Regions from separate parts of the Danio rerio genome. Here region 1 is linked to region 2. Evidence: chromatin contacts called from public Micro-C data. All regions are on one chromosome and are shown on one strand. The core of a region is the stretch at or near the end of the contact, and the rest is flanking DNA. Distances in the headings are between cores, read along the strand shown.

Evidence for each region. A called contact is a pair of places that touch in the nucleus more often than the background predicts.
Region 1: a Micro-C map of caudal fin shows a contact between it and region 2, with 3 times the contacts expected there. The contact joins two enhancer-like sites. A contact is called at or near these places in 2 of 18 Hi-C or Micro-C datasets (caudal fin and hematopoietic stem cells).

Annotation. Positions count from the first base shown.
Region 1 is chr15:23,208,772-23,216,020 of GRCz12tu, reverse strand. The region is part of intron 2 of tpst1 (tyrosylprotein sulfotransferase 1); the gene reads left to right. Among named protein-coding and RNA genes, the nearest start is that of tpst1, 28 kb to the left of the region's middle. Within about 2 kb of position 1,865, at least 5 of the 62 cell types and tissues checked have an H3K27ac peak or open chromatin away from gene starts, as enhancers often do. A contact at or near this core is called in caudal fin, where this site is marked.
Region 2 is chr15:23,158,226-23,165,636 of GRCz12tu, reverse strand. tpst1 (tyrosylprotein sulfotransferase 1) reads left to right here. Exons shown (of 5, transcript NM_131403.1): 4 at 4,001-4,066; 5 at 6,681-7,338. The coding sequence ends at 4,036. Among named protein-coding and RNA genes, the nearest start is that of tpst1, 78 kb to the left of the region's middle. Within about 2 kb of position 2,141, at least 15 of the 62 cell types and tissues checked have an H3K27ac peak or open chromatin away from gene starts, as enhancers often do. A contact at or near this core is called in caudal fin, where this site is marked.

The sequences.
Region 1 (7,249 bases), core at 616-3,115, 51 kb before region 2:
TTTAAAATAAAAATAGTGATTATTATTTTCTTTAAATTACCACAGTAGAAAGGTCATTTAGTCAAAGGTTGTCAATTCATGGTATGTCAAATGTTAAGTCTTGCGTGAGTTAGTAGATCACCTGGATATTTCATGCCTACTGAACACGCACACACAGTCCATTGCATGCTTGCTAAATATTTGAGAAATTATGGTGGTAAGTGTCCATTTAAGTGAATGTGCAGATGTGTGTAGCCTTTCCTTTCTCTTTCAGAATGTAATTCTACATGTGTTACATTTATTTATTACATTCATTTTGTACTGTTCCCCCTGAATTAAAAGAGAAGAGCCGAACGCTCTCTCTTTGCTCAAGTTTCACTCACTACGATGGTGCTAAGTGAAATGGAGCTCTCTGGAATCATAATAAAATCATATAGTGATCATAAATAAAATGCGTTGTTGCCTTGGTAATGCAAGCATAATGTAAACAGTAGTAATCAATACTTCAAAAGTGCTCAATTATTAAGATGTGTTGAAATAATTATTAAATAATTAATTATAAACATACAATTTTCAAAATGCCCTACTTTTATTTAATTAATGTAATTACATGCAAATCTACAGTCATATGTGTGAAGTTGTGGCAGGTGTTTGCTACCCAATAAATATGTTTATTGTTCTTTGAATTGTTCTGTTATAGGGCTGTGTGTTTTAGGAAAAATGTCTAATTGTGTGTGTGTGTTTTTTTTTTTTTTTTTTTGACAGATATTGCAGATTATTTACAATTAAATTCTGTAGTCAAGGTTCAGCTCAATAGTCTGCAAGCAGTAGCAACAATTCAGCGACAGCTCAGCTCTTAAAATGACCTGATTTTGTTCAGTGTCTGTGAGTTTGAAACCAAAATGTTCCCATATTAGCAATGCTGTTTTTCTTTGAAATTAATTTGTCTATTCATAATTCCGAAGCAGGAGACAACATTATCCCACTTGATAATAAATTTAAATGAAATACATTATTATTTTATTGAGGACTTTTTTTGCGCAATTCTGATTGGGCATAATGAAGGTGTGCTCACTCAATTGGCTAGTAAGGCTGTCACACACAAACGGCAGTCACGCATTTGCTCTGGGCAGTGGAAATTAAATAATACATACATATTTCATATCGCAGACTCTTGCGATTAGCTAATTGCAACGTTTCAAATTGTGATTGCAGTTCGATTTCGATTAGTCGCACCCCTTTTCTGTAGGCATTTTTTTCTAAATAGCAACTATAGCGTAGGCTTTTTATAAAATATAAATTAAATATAAAATATAAGTTATTTAAAAAAAATTTTTGTGATTTTTATCTTCTTTAAATTACCACAGTAGAAAGGTAATTTAGTCAAAGGTTGTCAAAATGGAATGTCAAATGTTAAGTCATGCGTGAGTTATTAGATCACCTGGATATTTCATGCCTACTGAACACGCACACACAGTCCATTGCAAGCTTACTAAACATTTGAGAAATCATGATAGTGTGCTATTTCAAACATAAACAACACTGTTTCTGTGGTAACTGTCCATTTATGTGAATGTGCAGATGTGTGTAGGCGTTCCTTTCTCTCTCAGAATATAACTCTACATGTGTTACATTTCTCACTGACAAGTGATGCATTATTTTTTGTTCTGGCTGATAACAACTTGATAACCCCTAGGGTGCAGTTGTGTACACGATCAGTTCGACCAAAGTGTGTTGTGTTGCAGCTTGAAAGGCTTGATGTTCATGAATCTAATGATTTCTGTGCAGTTGGTGCCCTAGATAGTCCAAACGGAGGGGTGTAGTTCACCGTTAACATTCCTGCTGCAGTAAAACATGCTGTAGCTTGCTGGAACACGAGTCCTGATGGAGTTTGATTTTTTTTTTTCAATTGGAAAATTTGAGGTATAATATGAAGGCTGCTGGGTGATGTCACTTGCATTTATCTTTTGTAAGTGCAACCTTGTTTTGTCAAGAGCTTTTCAGACATAATTTGTTTCTGTACTTCAGGCAGCTATGTACGCATTCAGAAACAGAACAAGGTTAGATGCTTTTTATATTAATCTCTTGTAGTCCAGACTACAAGTGCTGGTCACATGTTATGGCTGTGGTTTATTGAAGCATATAAGAATTACATATGGACTGCATAAGTTACTGAAATCTCGAAAGGACAAAGGGTCGTCCCATCGCTTCTATTGACACATGAATCAGTTAAATCCCTTGATGTCCTATGGAGAAATTTGGCCTGGGGATTTTATTTTGGCTGAGCTTTTATTTTTAGGAATGAAAAGCTTATGGTCAGAGAGGAAGCTGTGCTGTGGCATATCTCTTCTCGCTCCTCTTTGTTCTTAGAGCGTCTCTGGTCTGTCTTTCATCTCTTCTGATATCTGTGAGCTGACTGAACTGTAGACTTGTTCTGACCTTTTTTGACATCTATTTAGTCTCTTTCTTATCTTCAGCCTTTTATCACTTCCTTTTAGATTCTGAGTAATAGGATGTTTTAGCAGTCTTTGATTTAGATTGTTCATTTTCACCCACAATATTTTCTCTAAAATTATTGAAATGGTTCGTTCAAAATGCACATTTAGATATACAGTAAAAGACTTAAAAACAGCGGGTAAAATCACCCAGAAAGGCACCCCCTACTCCAATAATAGTGATGCAGTAATATAATAAAGAAAAATACAGTAATAATTTTGAAGCATAAATACTGAGTATAGATTAATTTAGTCTTTTAAGGAAGATTTTAAACTATTGATATAATTTGATACAGATTGTTGATTTTTTTTTTGGGGGGGGGGGGGGTGGGCAGTATTTGCTTTGTACTAATTATTTAGAATACATAATTGTACAAATATTTCACATGTGGTGTAAAACAAGTTAACAGGCAAGTGTTTAAAAACAAAATTGGTGTGCTCATGAGGCTTGATTCAATGGTATAATAATAATAATAATAATAATAATAATAATAATAATAATAATGATGATGATGATGATGATGATGATGATGATGATTATTATTGTTATTATTATTGTTATCATTATTATTTTATACAGTAGTCAACAATTGAAGTGGATCAAAAACATTTTTCAAAATAGTTATAATGCAAGAATTGTTGTTGTTCAATAGTTTTTGGACAAATTTGATGAAAGGTTTCAAATGGTGACTACAGTATACAGTGTTTCCCAAACATATACTTAACTTGGGTGGGCTGCATAGGTATTTTAACGGTAACCCAAGCATATTTAGTGATAAATATCTATCTATCTATCTATCTATCTATCTATCTATCTATCTATCTATCTATCTATCTATCTATCTATCTATCTATCTATCTATCTATCTATCTATCTATCTATCTATCTATCTATCTATCTATCTATCTATCTATCTATCTATCTGTCTGTCTGTCTGTCTGTCTGTCTGTCTGTCTGTCTGTCTGTCTGTCTGTCTGTCTGTCTGTATATATGCTTGTATATATGTATGTATGTTTATATCTGCTGGAAGGTTGAACTCCTGTAATCCTTTTTTGTTTCTTACTTTACTCTGATTTTGTTCAAAATTCTGTTTGTTCTTCAAATATATAAACATACACTGTAAAATCCCAAAATTTAAGGTAACTCAAACCGTTTAAGGAAACCAATTGCAACAAACCATTTGAATTAAAAAAACTAATCTATGTGAGTACTGTGAACTTACTCCATTTAAGTGGAAGTCATGAGGTATTTCATTAACTCATTGTATTCAACACTGAGTTCAAAACTCTTTTCACATAAGTAGTATTAACTTTCAGTAAATTTTGAGTTAACTACACTCATTTCATTTGATAAAGTTGACTGTTGGGTTTTACAGTGTACCGTATATATCAAACTACATGAGGTCAGATTAACCATTACTGTGTAATAGACTGAGATTTGAGCGTTCAGTGTGCTGTTGTTGGCTGCTGTTTCCTTTACTTTGAACATTTGGAGAAAAGCTGAAGGGCTCGCAGTTAAAAAGTGGCATTTATTAAACAGAGTGCTGACAGTAAAAGCAGTGCTTCTTTGAAAGGTTTGTTGTGGGAACGGAAAAAAGGCATGAGCCCAGAACACCTCACCTACTGAATACACTGCTATTCTTCCAAAACCACATAATGAAGGGATCAGTGACACGCAGTATCATTAGTTACTGAATGGACAAGTGGATGTTTGTGAGATGACACTGAGAGCCAAGTCTTCCTGAATAAATAATTTATTTTCAGTTTTCACGTTAAACATTGAGTAAATTGATATAGGAACAATTTAACTGATTGTTATTAGAAAAAGGGTGCAGTGTTAAATAGCATGGTAGAACAGTTTTTCTAAAATCCCAAACTTCAGTTTTATTATACATTAGTATATTTTATAAAAGGATGATGTTAGTTAGGACTGTGCAATAAGACAATACATATTGTTTAGACAAAATTAAAAAGTGTATAGTTTCATTTTATGCTCTATTGATTAATTTTTTACAATGTGTATTGTGCATATGTTTTACAGTAATACGTTTTCATAATTTATACTAGGGCTGCATGATCCTGGAAAAATCTAACATTACAATCTATTGTTATTATGTGATATATATTGCAATATGGGGCGACACAGTGATGCAGTAGGTAGTACTGTCGCCTCACAGCAAGAAGGTCGCTGGTTCGAGCCTCGGCTGGGTCAGATGGCGTTTCTGTCTGGAGTTTGCATGTTCTCCCTGTGTTCTCGTGGGTTTCTTCCGGGTGCTCTGGTTTCCCCCACAGTCCAAAGACATGCGGTATAGGTTAATTGGGTAGGCTAAATTGTCCATAGTGGATGAGTGTGAATGTGTGTGTGTGTGGATGTTACCCAGAGATGGGTTGTGGCTGAAAGGGCATCCGCTGCGTAAAAACGTGCTGGATAAGTTTGCGGTTCATTCTGTTCTGCTGTGGTGCCCCCAGATTAATAGAGGGACTAAGCTGAAAAGAAAATGAATGAATAAATATATCGCAATATGAATACAATTTCACCAGATGACTAAAATATGGTAAGGATTGATCATTTTTGATTGATTGAAATGATTCTGTTGGAGAGTTCATCTGCGTAAAAACTAATAAACACTTTAAAATACAATAAATACAATAAAGAAAAAGTTACAATTGAAACAGTGTTTTTTTCATTTTCCAAGTAATTTATTTAGTATTGTATTTAGGTACAATAATTGAATAATAAAAATAAAAATAATACAATAACAATTAATCGTTACATTTTCTAATGGTACAATCTCTTATGGCTAAATACTTTTAAAGTCCTCATACAGTCACAGACTTCAAAAACACATCATCACTTATAGAATTATAAGGTTCTATCTGACATTTTTGTCAAAATTGAGTTATTGACATATTCTTAATAAATGACAACTTATTATGGGATGTTTTTTCTAAGTTGTTTACGTTTTAAGACTTTTTATAAAAAAACAAAAAAAACAAATGCTACACATACTGTTTACTATATAAAGTGCAAAAATTTGAAGTATAATATCTCTAAATCATTCAGAACACAGATAGAACCTTATAATTCCAAGGTGACGACATGCTAATGATACATTATAATCCAGACTCAACATTGCAAATCCTTTGATGTGACTATTACGAATGATCACACTTCGATATCGATGCTGAAACGAAATATTGTGCTGCCCTAATTTATACATTATGTGCACAGTATTACACACCATTATAGGGACTTAAACATGGAAACAAAAAATAAGAAAGATTCTATCTTTAAAAGTCCTATGTTTGTATTTTGCACTTTATTTAACAATATATTTACGTATATATATATATATATATATATATATATATATATATATATATATATATTTTTTTTTTTGGACCTGTAATCGTCAGTTTTTACACAAGATCATATACACATCATCACAAGTGAGAAATATAATCACATACGAATAGTATACTTTAAAATGTAAGAAAGAAATAGTACTTTACACAAAGTCCATATGTAGAAGCTATTAATTCATTGAATTTTCAGAAATGGTACTATATCATGATATATGTCGTTATCAGGATATGAGGTGACTTATATCGGGATACGAGATTTTTGTAATATTGCCCATGTGTGTGTAATTGTTTTTGTGGTGTTCAAGGGTATGTTACTCAGACTTGCTACTCATTTCATGCACTGCATTTGGCTACTAGATATTAGTGAAGTAGGTATATTTAGACAAAGAGAGTGAGATGAAGGATTATCACCTAAGAGGTAATAAACTAAGATAAATATGACAACATACATGCACTGAATGAAACTGAGCCATATTTAGAGAACAAGGGACTCGTTTATGAAGATGTGTGTAAAATGAACCTACATGTCAATATAAGAACTTTCAAACATTCACAGTGAATGCTTTATAAGGTATTATTGCTCTTACACAGACACAAACACACACACACTTGTATGCTGCATGTAGTTTGCGAGGACTCCATAGACAGCATGTACTCTATACTGTAAAACATGCTTATTATATTGCTTTACCCTACCCCTATCCCCAAATCAAACCCTCATAGGAACCATGTGACAAATTTTCAATATCGAAAACCCCATTAAATATGATTTTTTAATGCATTTTGATTTACAAGGACACAAGGCATGTCCTTAAACAACTTTAACATGGTCATATCAGTTTCATACCCATGTCATTATACAACTTGCCCTTGTAAACCACAAAAAAAATACACACACACTTGTATATGTGGTTTATGAGGACTCCATAGGCATCATGTATTCTATACTGTGAAAAATGCATATTATATTGCTTCACCCTACCCCTATCCCTAAATCCACAAGGCATGTCCTTTTAACCACTTTAACAAGGTCTTTCCAATGTCATACCCATGTCATAATACAAATTTGCCCTTGTAAACCACAAAAACAAGCACAAAAACATTCTCTCTCTCTCTCTCTTTCTAAATGCATCCCACTTTAAAAATCCCACTTAACATAAAACAACAGCAGCTTTAACTCCACCTTATAGAATTGCTATATCTTTTTGTTGTTTAACAAAATGTGAGAAGTTACATTTTGAAATATCCTCCAAAAATAGAGATTTCTTTTTAAATTTTTGCCAATTTCCCATAACAACATCCGTTGTTGTACCAACCACAAAGCAAAGTGCCACCACTTTTATTTATTGACTTTTTTATGTTAAAAAATCAAGTATTTATTGATGTTTTTGCTGCAGCTTCCGAGCTCT
Region 2 (7,411 bases), core at 892-3,391:
AAACTCAACACAGAGGAACATAAAATAACCTACTGCCAGCTTGCGTGTCGGAAATGTTGTTGCAAAGCAACACAAACAGCATTCAGATGTATAAATGCAATGGTTCACGCAAGGCAGGTGCCATGGGTCACGGCAATCACTCGACGCAGAAGTATAACTTAGCCTTAGATGTTGAAAATCAACTCTACACTTTTGTAGAGTTATGACACTGAATTTTATTGACATTTTAGTTGTTTGAAATGATATAATATATAAGTAGTAATATAAATAAATCTGTAAAAAAAATTGTACTGGCAAAGTTTTTGTACTGTAATTTACAGCTCCAAACCACACAATATATCACTTTAAACTATTAAAAATGTTAATAAAATTCACTTTTTCAAACTTTTCAAGGTTTAAAGTTGCTGGAAGAAAGATCAAGGCCCCATAATGCAATTTAAAAGAACAAATGAATGGAAATATTAAAACATGAATCACAAAATTATGAAAAACTGCTTTTGCTTCATTTATAAGTCATGAACCAGACTATACTGTTTCACAAGAATGATTTGTTAGAGTCACATTCATATGAATCAGACTCTTTTCTGTCTTTTTTTCATGAACACTCGGCATTTAGTATGAATATGTTAATGGAAATGTTGATGGTCTTGGTCTTGGTGGTATAGATCTGTTACGCTTCTTCTGCTTTGATTATTATGGCAGAGCAAGTATCAATACCTTCTTCTGCTAGTTTATACAAAGACATCTTATCTGAGAATATAACACACTGCTACTGCAAACATTATATATATAAATAATATAGAAATAACCCCTATATTAGCAGATCTTAACACAGGTGGAGCTGGGGTGAAGGAGGGTCTTCAATAGTATGCCGCAGCTTAAACGCTGTAGAATGACACAGAGCTTGTAAGCTGATGAGGAGCAAGCTCATTGGCTGCCGAGGTGACAGCAACCAATCTCCTGCGCCATGTAGTTAATGACGCAGGAGCAGATTAGGTGACCTCTCAGTAGAGTTTTATGCCAGAAATTTCACATACTGTAGGATTAAATTCTGTCCATCTGTAATTACAATTCGATTGATCTGATTTTATGTGTGAGGAAAGGCAGTTCAGCACTGATCATCTTTTAAGAGCTCTGCCTCTCCTGAATGTAGTTTTTGGCTCCATCACAAGTGAAATGTTTCTAGGAAATAGAGCTCCTGTGACCGACAGCACTGAAGTGAAGAGCGCAAGCTTCAGATTTCTGACAGTCTAGACCTTCCACAGCGGAAAAGTCTTTTGAACAATCGCTCCATGGCCAAGTTGTCTGGCATTTGCGCTCAGGTCAGCGCTTCTTTCCTGTGGCACACACAGATATTCACTCCTCATTTGCTAAACTCAGAGAGGCAGGAAATGAGATCAGCTGGATGTGTCTTAATTGAAGACTGTGGTGCTTCTGATTCCAGCTTTCGTTCTGACTGGCTTTTTTCATTCACTCTTTCTTTCATCCCAGTATAGAGCTTGTGAAGTTTGTGTAGTTAGACACCCTGGGAATTGACACACAATATCCTCCTCCAGTGGCTCACATAAGAGGACTCTGTTATCCGTTCAACAGCAGACTTTTCATTTGCCCATTACGGCCTTCTGGAGGCATATAAAACCTGTTTGTATTGATGCCGATGAGAGGGATGTTTTTCCAACAAGCAAGCGGATACACAAAAAAAGTGTCGAATTTGAGGACTGAACTGTGAAAGATGGTGTTTATATACTGTAGCCTCTAAAATGAGCTCTCTGTTTTTCCAGGTCTTTAGGGGTGAATTTCAGCTACCTGATTTTCTTAAAGAACAGACACAGGTATGGTAGATATTCTGCCTGTCCCTATAAGCTCTTCATTAATGGCTTTGTCTTTATTTTGTTCTTCCTTTTTTCGTCTCATCTATAGCCAAAATAAAATGGTAGCAATTTGAGATCTCCATCTGCTTGCTCTCACTCTGATTTTATTGCTGTTCACGTCATTTCTGATCGTAACACTGGTTAATTGATCAGGTGTCCTGCGGTTTTCTCCTCTGATCTCATGTTTTCAATTCCCGATCTAATCACTGTATATGTAGATCTGTGGCCTCATTTTCCACTCGCAATAGTCGCAGTGTGTTCTGCTGGTTAGAAGGTGTGTAGCGCCCCCTTCTGGAAAGATCATGTAGATGCTTTTAATGATTCTTTTTTTTTTCTTTTTTCTTTTTAAAGCTCAAAATAATCTGAAATAAACATAAATAAGGCGGAACACACCGGATTTCATGTTGAAAGTGGTTGGAAACACAATAATAATAACCTTTATACTGTGAAAATATTTTACTGTCACTATTTTAGTCATTTCATTTAGTTCTAAAAGAGTTTACTAAGGTAAGAGGATCATTTTTTGGTCATCTAAAATTAATTAAATGGTGTTGCTGAGACATTTTAAGGGATTTTTCATAAAGGAATTAAATTACCTTGATCTCCAAACTGGTGTTTTTTTCCCATTCTTCTGTTGAACACAAAAGAAGATATCTTGACGAATGTTGGCAACCATTGATTGCAATTGACTCCCATAGTATTTCCTCCATTATGCTATGCTTTGTACTTACTGCTTCAGTCACTGCTTACTAACATTGTTCAGGATATCTTTTTTTGTAGCCAACAGACTGAAGAAGCTCTTAAGAGAAATAGAGGTTAAATAAACACAAACAAGACTTCATTGGTATTATTTAGGGCTGCATGATAATGAAAAAAATCAGACATAACAATGTTGTATTTTACTTCAATATATATATATAGCGATATTAGTACTATTTCTGCAGATTATTTGAAAAGCTCTATTTGAAATGAAAACATCAATTTAGATTGACTGAACTAATTAGACTGATGTCTAATCTGGTGTAGTAGTGAATCAAACAAATTCGCAAGCATAAATAAACAAGATGGAGCAGTTTTCCGAAGAATCAAGCAGTAGTCAAATATTCAGGTACAGCAACTGAACTAGGCATGGGCTGGTATAAGATTCTGACGGTATGATAACCTTAGATAAAAATATCATGGTTTCACGCGTTTGCCTAATTGTTATTACTGCTCTAAAATATATTCTTTTTAATTGTCTGGGTAAAAATAAAAAAACTTTTTTCCCTTTAAACACAATATATTTTACTTTGAGAAACATTTAAAACATTTTGGAGCAGTAAACATGTCAGGCTAAATAATTCAAATGAATCATTGACTTCTGCTCTCTTCATTAGTTTCAAAAACACAATTATTATTTTTTTTTATAATTTAAATGACAACTTTGGATATCTTTTCTGCTAGAGACACTGTTGTCCTAAAAATAACAACAACAACAACAAAGTAAATAAAAGGTTGTACACATTTGAACGGTAAGAAAATGACAGAAAACAAAATCAGAAAATGTTGGTGGGTTTAAAACCTTGACTTTTCCAAACCATGGTATACTTTAAAAACAGATATCGACCCATGCCTAAATTGAACAATCACATGTAATGTAAAATAACACTGTAGAGTCTTTATCACTGAACAACTATAATCCCAACTCAACATTACAGATCCTGGGATGGAAATGTTGTGAATGCACACATTGGGATACCAATGCTGAAACAATATATTGTGCAGTCCTAGTTTCATGTCCTAGTATCAATGTTTCTATGAAAAACCTTTAAAATCTGAACAACATTTTAAATCCACAGAATGCTTTTATTGTGGAAAATGGTTCTTTAGATTATGAAATTGTTTGGTTCTTTGTCAAACCGTTGACTGAGCGGTTCTTTAAGGAATCCAGAATTGTCCTTCTGTGGCTTCGCTGACACTGGGAAAACTTGGTTTATTCATATTTTCACATTTTTAGAGTGTAAACGGGAATTGGAAAGTATTTTGTGAACTAACAATGAATGCTTGACAGCCACTGAAAAGGGTTTATTTGCACTTTATACAGCATTGTGTGCTGGACACATGTGTAACAGATGTTTCTTTTATCACAGCTTCAGAAGTCTCCAGAAAAGCCAAACCCAAGTTAAGAGAAGAGGACGAGGGCTTTATCAGTAGAAGTGAGTTTTTATCATATTTGCTAGAAGACTTTGCTTCCCTTTTTTCTACCACAGATAAAGTGATTTGAATTAACTTGCATACTGCAATTGATAGAACATGGGATGTTCTAAGAAAAGCATGAAAAATTGCTTTCAGCAATATTATTATAATGTGGTGATAATATTAGATATTATTATTATTATGGTTTTATCAATAATACTGTGTATACATATGTATTATACGTTATCATTGTTATGACAAGCAATTAAACACACCCATATGTACAATGATAACTTTAACAGCAATTAGCAACAATGCTCCTGATCATATTTAAGCATTTTACATATTTTTTAAATTAGTAATTTATATATACATTAACATATATGATATAAAAAATATTATATTACATGGTGCTAAATATATATTAGCCCTTCTATGAAATTTTAATGCATTTAAAATATTTCCCAAGAGCTGTTTAATGAGCGCAGTTCAAAATAAAATAGTCTTAATAAGTAACTTCTAATAACTCATTTCTTTTGTCTTTGCCATGATGACAATATTGTAATAATAGTTATTTTGCGAAATACTAGTATTGAGCTTAAAGTGCAATTTAAAGTAAATTAACTATGTTAATTAGGTTAACTAGGCAAGTTAAGGTAATTAGTCATTGGAAAACAGTGTTTTGTTCTATAGCCAATAGAACTTTTTTTTAAGATGGTATGGGAATATAAATTTAAATAATCTAGTTTCAAATAAACAGTGATATACTAAATATGAGTAGCTGTGCGATATGCCTGTATATCGGCACTGGTAAGAGGGCGTGTGTTTGCACGAGGCCACAGTACCACCAGTGACGATATACAGCTATATCACTCTGCTACGAGTGGGATTTTGTGTTTATACAAGAGTCCGATGGCATAAACATGTATATGAAAAAGAAAATCAAACCTTTTTGTATCAGGAACTACTTTCTTCCACCATTCATTCAAATCTGCAGCTGGCAGTCAAAACAGCGCCATCACTCATACACTAACGTCACTTTAGAGCTAGTATTTGAAAGATTCTCTAGAATAATATCCAAAGTGATGACAAAACAGGTGATGTTTGCTCACATTTTAAGATTATTAGGCTGAACATGATGTAATGCCACCAGTCTATACAGAGATATCCCAGTATTTCTCTTTTAGGAGGTCACAATAATTAACAAGGGAAAGCAAACACTGGCAGATTACTGTGGCATAAATGCAGCACTACAAAAAACTGGAGTTTTTCTCCCTGAAGGATTATTATGTGGTCTCTGTTGCCAGCTTTTTGCACAATCATCTTTGCTCTGCTCAGTATGACCACTGTCGTGGTCGCTATGGTCACTGATATCCGAAATTATAAATATTTAAAATAGGCACTATCCTTATAAATAAACTGCATAGTTGCAATCTTACAACAACATTTGTGCCTAAAAAAGCCTCAAAAGCACATTCTGTTGTCCAACAGCTGCAATATTTCGTCACTTTGGAATTATAAGGTTCTATCTGCGTTTAGAATGATTTTGAGATATTCTGCTTCAATGTTTTTGCATTCCCTACATAGCAAACAGTATGTGCAAAAAAAAAAAATACTTAAAATGTAAACAACTTATAAAAAAAACCCATAATGTAAATAAGTTGTCATTTATTAAGAATATGTCACTAACTCAATTTTGACAAAAATGTCAGATAGAACCTTATAATTCTAGGTGACGTAGTGAGTTTACATGGGCGGAGTAATACACAAGAGTGAAGAGGCTGCAAGAGTGCTGTTATTGCAGAGTATCGCACTGCTATCAGCCAATCAGATTTGAGAACCAGACAGAACTGTTGTGTGTGTGTGTGTGTGTGTGTGTGTGTGTGTGTGTGTGTGTGTGTGTGTGTGTGTGTGTGTGTGTGTGTGTGTGTGTGTGTGTGTGTGTGTGTGTGTGTGTGTGTGTGTGTGAATACAAAGTTTTATCCTTTATTTTTACTTTTTGTTTAAAACTCTAGCTAAGGTGTGAAAGTCATGCCTACTCTCTAGACACTGCCCTCCTAAAAACACAATATATCATATAGACTGGACAGCTCTGTCTCAAATCAGACTTATTTAGGACTTTTATACCTGTAAGACTTCTTGAAAACGCTGTTTCACTGCAGAACAACCAACACGTCTAAATTAAAAAATTCTGCTTGAAACGAGTCTCCTGGACTGGGCTCTCATTTTTCCAACAGTGGCTAATAATATTGACCTTCATTTTTTTTGTTTGTTTTTTAAATGTAAAAACAGCCAAGCTAAAATAAATAGGACTTTACCCAGAAGAATAAATATTATAGTAATACTATGAAAATGTTCTTGTCTTGTTAAATGTCACTTGGAAAATAGTCACAAAATTCACACAACGACTAATAACTTAGCCTTCAACTGTGTGTATATATAATCAAATCTATTAAATAGTCAAATCTATTAAGGACTGTGACAGTATTATGTAAATATTATCAGTTATGTAAGTAATAGAGACAAACAGAAATTTCCTAAGAATGATTAGTGAGTGTTCTTATAGTAAGTGAAAGCCTGATGCTGACCCTCTGTGCTTTTTGACTGATCTGCGGCTGCTCTGCTGTGTTTCAGGGCTGAGGAGAAGCAGACACTGTGGGACCATGATGGACTCTAGTCACCCCGCTATGCTGGGACCTCCATGCATGGAAACACACACATACACAAACACATACACACACACAAACAAACACACACACACAGTCAGGCCGCTGGACCCGGACGCTTTTTGAGGACAGTTTTGGCCTTTGATGTTGTACTGTATCAATTGTGGCCTAAGAATGTCATTGCTGTTCTGAATTGAGTGTTTTCTTCTTTGCTTTCCCCACACTGTATTCTTTTTCACATTCAGTAATAGTTTTTTTTCTGGCTTTACATAAACCTGTGATTCTGTTATAAGAAAATACAGTGGATTAAATGAGCAACAAGGAACTATTTATGGAGGAGCGTTTAGCTTTTAGATGATGCCGTTTTAATGTGGGTTTTAATTTTTTATGCCTTTGTAATGTGCAATTCCTCGGGTACTGAATGATGTGCGGGATTACAAACAAATGGAGTGATCTGTGTGTTTGGAGAGGGAATGAACGCTGGAGGCTCATTGACGGAGTAGCGCACATCGCTGATGTTTGTTGTCGTTTTTACAATTGTTATTTTTGTACTTAAGTGTAAATCATCATATGTACTCTTTTATTTCTTTGGATGAAATAAACCCCTGAGCGCTGTTGGCAGTCAACATCAGACTCTTACATTGACAGCAGGACATCTTTACATGTGGTGTGTGGCGTTTTTGTGTGTGATGTGTGTTC